Regions from separate parts of the Mus musculus genome. Here region 1 is linked to region 2. Evidence: chromatin contacts called from public HiChIP or PLAC-seq data. All regions are on one chromosome and are shown on one strand. Each heading gives the region's core, a stretch centred on a gene start, on an enhancer-like site or on the middle of the called end of the contact. The rest is flanking DNA. Distances are from core to core; before and after follow the strand shown. Region 1 has its middle 17 kb from the start of Cdca7. Region 2 overlaps Rapgef4 (Rap guanine nucleotide exchange factor (GEF) 4).

Region 1 (3,391 bases), core at 360-2,859, 290 kb before region 2:
AAGCCTGGTCAGCTAACCAGGGGCAGCCTCTCGTGGCCCCATTCCTAAAGACATGCTGATTCTGAGAAACCAGCAGATGCAGAAAGAAAAGCTGTAGTTCACAAAAGGATAAAAATGAACTGAATTGAAGGGACCTAAGAAAAGAGTAATTTTTTTTTTATTTAGTGTTATATATATGAGTACACCGTAGCTATACAGATGGGTCAGATGGTTGTGAGCCTTCATGGAATTTTTTTAGGACCTCTGTTTGCTCCAGTCAACCCTGCTCACTCCGGTCAACTCTGCTCCCTCGGGCCCAAAGATTTATTTATTATTATACATAAGTACATTGTAGCTGTCTTCAGACGCACCAGAAGAGGGCATCAGATCTCAATACGGGTGGTTGTGAGCCACCGTATGGTTGTGGGATTTGAACTCAGGACCTTCGGTAGAGCAGTCAGTACTCTTACCTGCTAAGCCATCTTGCCAGCCTGAAAAGACTTTTTCTTTTAAGAGTATTCTTAAAGAAATTTAAAATAGATTCTATGGAAAATGAATAATGACAGGACAAGAAGGGACTCTTGAAAGTTAAAAATATTACTAAAAAACAGTGTTAATTGAATTATATGAAATTCCTGGTATTTGATCATGTTGTTGTACATAAATAGCAATTCTACATGATTGAACCTAGGTTAAGGATTTGCAACCTCACTAGATGTAGGAGTCTACATGAATGAAAGAGATGAAAACATGGAATCCATACAGAAGATCTGGAACATAGGAAAGAGAGAATAAAACCACACACACACACACATACACACACATAAGTAACAACAAAATTGAGGGAAGTAAGTTATATTTAATAATAGAAAATTTTCCCTAGAAAAGTAGGACTTGGTTTTGGTTTTGGTTTTTCAAAACAAGGTTTCTCTGTGCAGCTCTGGATATCCTGGAACTAACTCACTCCCCAAACTCGCATAGATCCACCTGCTTCCCAGTGCTGGGATAAAAGGCAGGTACCATTATGCCTGGCCGGAATAGGATAATTTTAACTGAAGAGTGTTGGTCAGAATAAACAGGGGAGGGGGCCAGCAAAGCAAAAGCCACCAAGATGCTTCATTGTGAAGTTTCAGTACTCAGAAAAATCAAATCTCAAAAGCATCAAGAGAAAAATACATGCTGACACCAGAAGCATCTTTCTTTAGCCACCCAGAATAGATTCTGGGTGCCGAAGAACGCAAGCAGGAAAACCAAGAGAAACAATTCTACTTCAAATCCTCATTCCATCCAAGCTACTAATCAGGTTTGTAAACAAAATAATTTCCAATGCATGCAAGGATGTCTCTCCTACTCTTTCTGGGGGAAACTGCCGGAGGAAGTCTTCAGTAAAACGAGAGAGGAAACCAGCAGAAGGGAAATGAACATTAGAGAACGATGGCTATTAGTTACCTTTCCTGTGGCTATCACAAAAGACCCTAACAACAGCAGCTTAAGGAAGCTCACAGTCCCGGGTAGTTCACAGCAGGGAGAGGATGGCCGCAGGAAACTGAGGCACCTGGTCAGCCATCCTGATCAGTGTTTGCGCATGCCCAGCAGCGGAACGTCTCCTCCGTGACGCTAGATCTTATCAGGTTGACAAAGAATACTAACCATTACGTCACCCCGGCAAGACAAGTGTGCAGCACAAAACGGGGACAAGTGTGCCTTCTCGAGAAGAGGATTCCAGGCAAAGTGGAATGACCGAGAAGCGATACACAGATGAGAGACCTGGACTGAATGGCAAGAGGGTAAAGTGTTAGGAGGGAAAGGTGAACTGTAAACCTGGGAGAAGAGCTGAAGTTTCTAAGAAGGGAGAAGAAAACTTTAATTCACAAGTCTCTGGTGTAGCTCAGTGAGAAAACACCTGCCTAGCTTATAAGAAACAGCGGGTTTGTTCCCAACTATCACACACATAAAGAGTGATACAGCTTTGAATAATCACTGTACTGTTCAAATAGAAAACTGAGCCAGTGAGATGGGTAAAGGCACTTGCCATAAAACCTGACAACTCGACTTCAAACCTAAGGACCCGTGCGTAGGAGAGAACCAGTTCCCACAAGTTGTCCTGTGGTCTCCCCACCCATTCCTGTATACATACATCTGTGTAGGTAAAGCAGAAATAATATATTTACAGTTACACTTAAATGTATACAGGCACTCAAACATAAAATAATATGATTAAATCATTTTTGTCTTAAATAGAGAATACCATCCATGGTGATACTCTCCTTTGAGGCTAAAGGCTGAGATGCCTAACTGAAGGAAAGCCAATGTAATTATGTCGCTTAATACAGTAGTAAACGTTATCTTCAGCCCAAGAAGCCAAACTCGAACTGTAGCAATTGGCGAGTGGTAGGCTTATGGGTGACTTCAATTATGAAGTCCCATTTTCCTATAATAAGGAATTAAGAGACATTTATAGCCTTCAAAATAAATGGAACAAAAAAATAAAATAAAAAATTTAAAATGTAACTTGCATATGAAGCGAGGCTTATGTCCTAATTGGGTTTCTGTTATGAACATTGTATGCATACAGTGAACTTACATATATATAGGGAAACACTCATACATAAAATTTAAACATCTTTGAAATAACGTCTTTGTTTCTTTTTGGTTTGATTTTGTTTTTTGAGACAGGGGTTCTCTGTGTAGTCCCGGCTGTCCTGGAACTTGCTCTGTAGACCAAGCTGGACTTGAACTCAGAGATCTGCTTGCCTCCGTTTCCAGAGTGCTGGGATTAAAGGCATGCGCCAGCACACCAGGCCAAGAACATCATTTAAGCAGAAGTAGGAAACGTGATGCGTTCTACAGCACCCGTAAGCCTGAGAAACAGGGCAGACACTAGGTGATAGACTTCTGGAAAGCAGGAATTTAACTGTGGAACTGCTTCCGGTGGATTAGCTGATGAGCCTGCGGCAGGGCATTTTCTGATTGGCTGGTGAGCACGTCTGCAGGGCAAGTTCTGGTTAATGACTGATGTGGGAGGGCCCAGCCCTCGGTGGCAGTGACACACACCCCTAGCAGGTATTCCTGTATTGGACAGGAAAGTGAGTTGTACAAGCCCCTGGGGCAAACCAGTAAGCTTGTCTCCCCTCCTTGGTTCCTGGCTTTATTTTCCTCAATGTTGGACTGTAATGGAGCAGGACATGTAAACAAAATAAACCCTTTCTGCCCCAAGGTCCTTTTAATCATGATGCTTACCCCAGCAACAGAAACCCAAGCGGAACACAACAGAATATGCATGTCAAACATCCAGAACTGGCAAGTCTAGAAAGCAGATGGGCTCAGGAGCTTGGAGAGGGAGGACGGAGGTGGGGTGGGCCGAGGGAGGCAGGGAAGGGGTTAGTCTTTAGAGTGAGAGACTTGTGGGAGT
Region 2 (2,974 bases), core at 431-2,930:
TAGTAACTTCCCTGTAGTGAGGAAGACCACGTACCTCGCCTAAGCACACAAGAAGGCTGTAGAAAAACAGTCAGTAGATGCAGTTACTAGAAATGTTCTCCGCCCTCCCCCTACCTAGAACTAAAGATGCAGCTGAGAAAGCAGCTCCCATAGCTGCGACTGAGACAAGTCAGGGAGATGAACCTGAGGCAGCACAGGGCAGGGAGGGGAGCGAGGGAGGACAGGACAGTGGACACAGAAATGTCAGTGTCACACTGGATTTTCATGCTGATTTCTGGAACGCTCCTCCTTTCCACCTCCGCACTGCTACGCGCTTTGGAAATCCTCTAATAATAATAAAGCAAAGGAAACCAAAAGGCCCAAGTACCAGTGAGCAAACAAACCCGGGGGGCATCACGGACAGGAATTAGATCAGAAGCAGAAACCTGGATGCAAATTACTCAATATCAATTACGAATTATTTTAGGGGGCTGCGTTAGTCATTATTTTGAGGGATCTATTCGGGGTGCCCTCCAACCCTCCAATCAACAAGAGCAAGTTGATTTTGAGATTGAACGTGAGTTAAAGTCGGAATGCAGACAGTGTAAGCGCTTGCTGTAGATGGGCAGAACACATGAAGATCGTGTAGGTATCCCCAGTAGCACCCAGACCCTGCCTTCCTGCTTGGCGGGATGATGGGAAGGGAATATAACAATGCAAAGAGCATTCTCTCGTGTTCAGGAAGCAGAGACAGGATGGAGCTCGGAGCAAACCCAGCTTCCTTAGCCCCTTCACCTCTGTGCCTTTCTTGCCTGCTCGAGGCTGTGGAGGAGGTGCATAGAGATGGCAAGAGCCCCTCATCAGCATCAGCGGGTCTTACCTCCTGCCTGAGGGATGGACGAGAAGTGATAGCAGACGATCCTGAGGACATGGGGACAGAGCAAGTGTGGCAGCCCTGGAGGTTGAACTCCGGGCCGTATGAGCGCTAGGCAAGTGCTCTCCTACGGAGGCACAGCTCGAATATATGAACAGGACTCTCTACATGAGGAGGAGCGTATGGCCAGATAAATCGGGAAGCGGAGTGGGGAGAGTATTCTACACCTTTCTGGTGTTTACTATGTCCCCAACAATGAGGTGGGTGCGGAATGAGGCTCCTTGTTTACTTGCTCCTGCTAGTTAATACCACCTCTACACTGCAGGTGGAGAAACTGGCAAACACTAGAGAATGCGACTGTGCGGCTGATTTTTGTTTGTTTGATGTTTGTTTTTGTTTGCCTATGCAGCAAGATGCTCTATGTGTAGAAGGGACCAGGTCTGGCTGTCAACAGCCCATTTTGAACAGGAAATTCACTGTGTAATTAAAAGTCTTCCTCTTCAAGGAGGCTTTCGAAAGCAGTTTTTATTTGAATAAGGGTATAAATGCACTCCTTAACTGACCCCTGAATGAGCCTGTTACTTCACGTGTTGTCTGGATAGCGAGATCCACGGGCTACGCGTCGGATTGTCAGAACTTCCATTCTGAAGCACTTTGTTTATTCTCTGGCTCTCCTTGTTTGGACTTCCCTTAGGTAGGGTGTTCCGCCTGATCACGTAGACAAAAGACCCACGGGCAAGCCACACAAGCTGTCACCTCAACAGAGAGCAAGTGTCTTCTTTCAGGCTTTGCCTGGCTGGCCAGTCACACCCCACAAGATCTTTCTTTGGTCCCTGACGCCCTCTAGTGGTTCAGCTCTGTGCTTTCCTTACCCAGCCTATATTTGCCACAGAACTCAGGAGTGGGGGCAGGGGACTGAAGAGGAAAAGAGGGCTTAGAAACCTCTGGATGGCCCCAGTTTTGCCCAAAACACCAGATTCTGGCTTTACATCATACCAGAAACAGGCAGGTGTCTACGACCTGAGCCCTTGCTCTATAGGGGTTAAGAGCGATTGAGACCAGATGGCACAACCTTTGTCAGTTTATGGCAAGCAGAAGCTACTCCCGTTCTGATCAAAAACTCACCCCAGTTGGCTACATTGTATCAGTCAGCAGGTTGTTTTAAACTTGTGAGAGAAAATTTTTTCCCTAATACCAAGTCTGCATTTAGAACAACCAAAGCAAGGGCCAGGGGTGGAGGAACTTTTTTGCTGCTCTTCCTGTGAACAAGCTGGGGACTGTTGAGCAGGAAAACTAGTCTAAAGAAAAGGGCATGGCCCCAACATGAACAGGACAATCGTCTCAAATTACTGAATTCTCACAACCCAGGGACCAAGACATCCCCCAAAGTGGGTATCATGGTAACTGCATCATCCAGACCACTGACTTAATATCAGCATCCATGAAGCATCCACTGTTCAGTGGCTTGGGCAGAGTCAGGCAGTTTTTCAAGCTTCAAGTGTATACATAAACTAACCTAGGTTTCTCGGGATGGGGCGGGGCATAAATCAGAAAAATAACATTATTGCCACCAATGTGATGATGTTCTCTGAGTTTAAAAAGAACAACTTCCACAGAGACAGATACCCTCAACTGTGTGTCTGCAGACACGGTTGTTGATATGTTGTTAAGGTTGATGAGAACATCAGCCATAAAATTTACTCCCAGGCTCTCCTTTTATTTCCAGTCAGTCTGGGGAAGTAACCTCTTAGGAGAGAGAAGCTTTGCGTTCTTTTGGAAGATGACTTTGTGGTGTATTCTTTTGTACCCAGTGCACGATACAAATAGCTTGCTACAAATGTTCACACGTGCATTATCTTTAAATTATGTAAGAAATTTGGACCGGATGGCAGGACACCAGTAGAAAACCGGTACAGTATTAAAATAAAAGTCAGACACACAGTCTCTTCTATCACCTTTGGTTTGAGTTTTCATTCCACTGAATTCATAAAGGGGAAGGCACCTCGAACTGAAGACTTACAGATAGCACCTCATATTTACTGATAGTAACTGTGACATAAATAGTAGCCATTCTGTATTGTGTAAGGAATTCCCACGGGCGTGAGACAGATGGATATGTCC

Evidence for each region. HiChIP or PLAC-seq counts read pairs in DNA pulled down with a chosen protein or histone mark.
Region 1: a contact with region 2 is called in an H3K4me3 HiChIP or PLAC-seq map of the SCID.adh cell line, with 9 read pairs. The contact joins two enhancer-like sites. A contact is called at or near these places in 4 of 39 promoter capture datasets (the 3T3-L1 cell line, embryonic stem cells, maxillary cranial neural crest and 1 more), 5 of 115 datasets of contacts at active chromatin or transcription factors (the SCID.adh cell line, T-cell acute lymphoblastic leukemia, embryonic basal ganglia and 2 more) and 2 of 9 other capture datasets (adipose tissue and embryonic stem cells).

The regions. Positions count from the first base shown.
Region 1 is chr2:72,491,444-72,494,834 of GRCm38.p6, reverse strand. No RefSeq gene overlaps it. Among named protein-coding and RNA genes, the nearest start is that of Cdca7, 17 kb to the right of the region's middle. Within about 2 kb of position 1,609, at least 11 of the 459 cell types and tissues checked have an H3K27ac peak or open chromatin away from gene starts, as enhancers often do. A contact at or near this core is called in the SCID.adh cell line, where this site is marked.
Region 2 is chr2:72,202,532-72,205,505 of GRCm38.p6, reverse strand. All of the region lies in intron 15 of Rapgef4 (Rap guanine nucleotide exchange factor (GEF) 4), which reads right to left. Among named protein-coding and RNA genes, the nearest start is that of Map3k20, 82 kb to the left of the region's middle. Within about 2 kb of position 1,680, at least 42 of the 459 cell types and tissues checked have an H3K27ac peak or open chromatin away from gene starts, as enhancers often do. A contact at or near this core is called in the SCID.adh cell line, where this site is marked.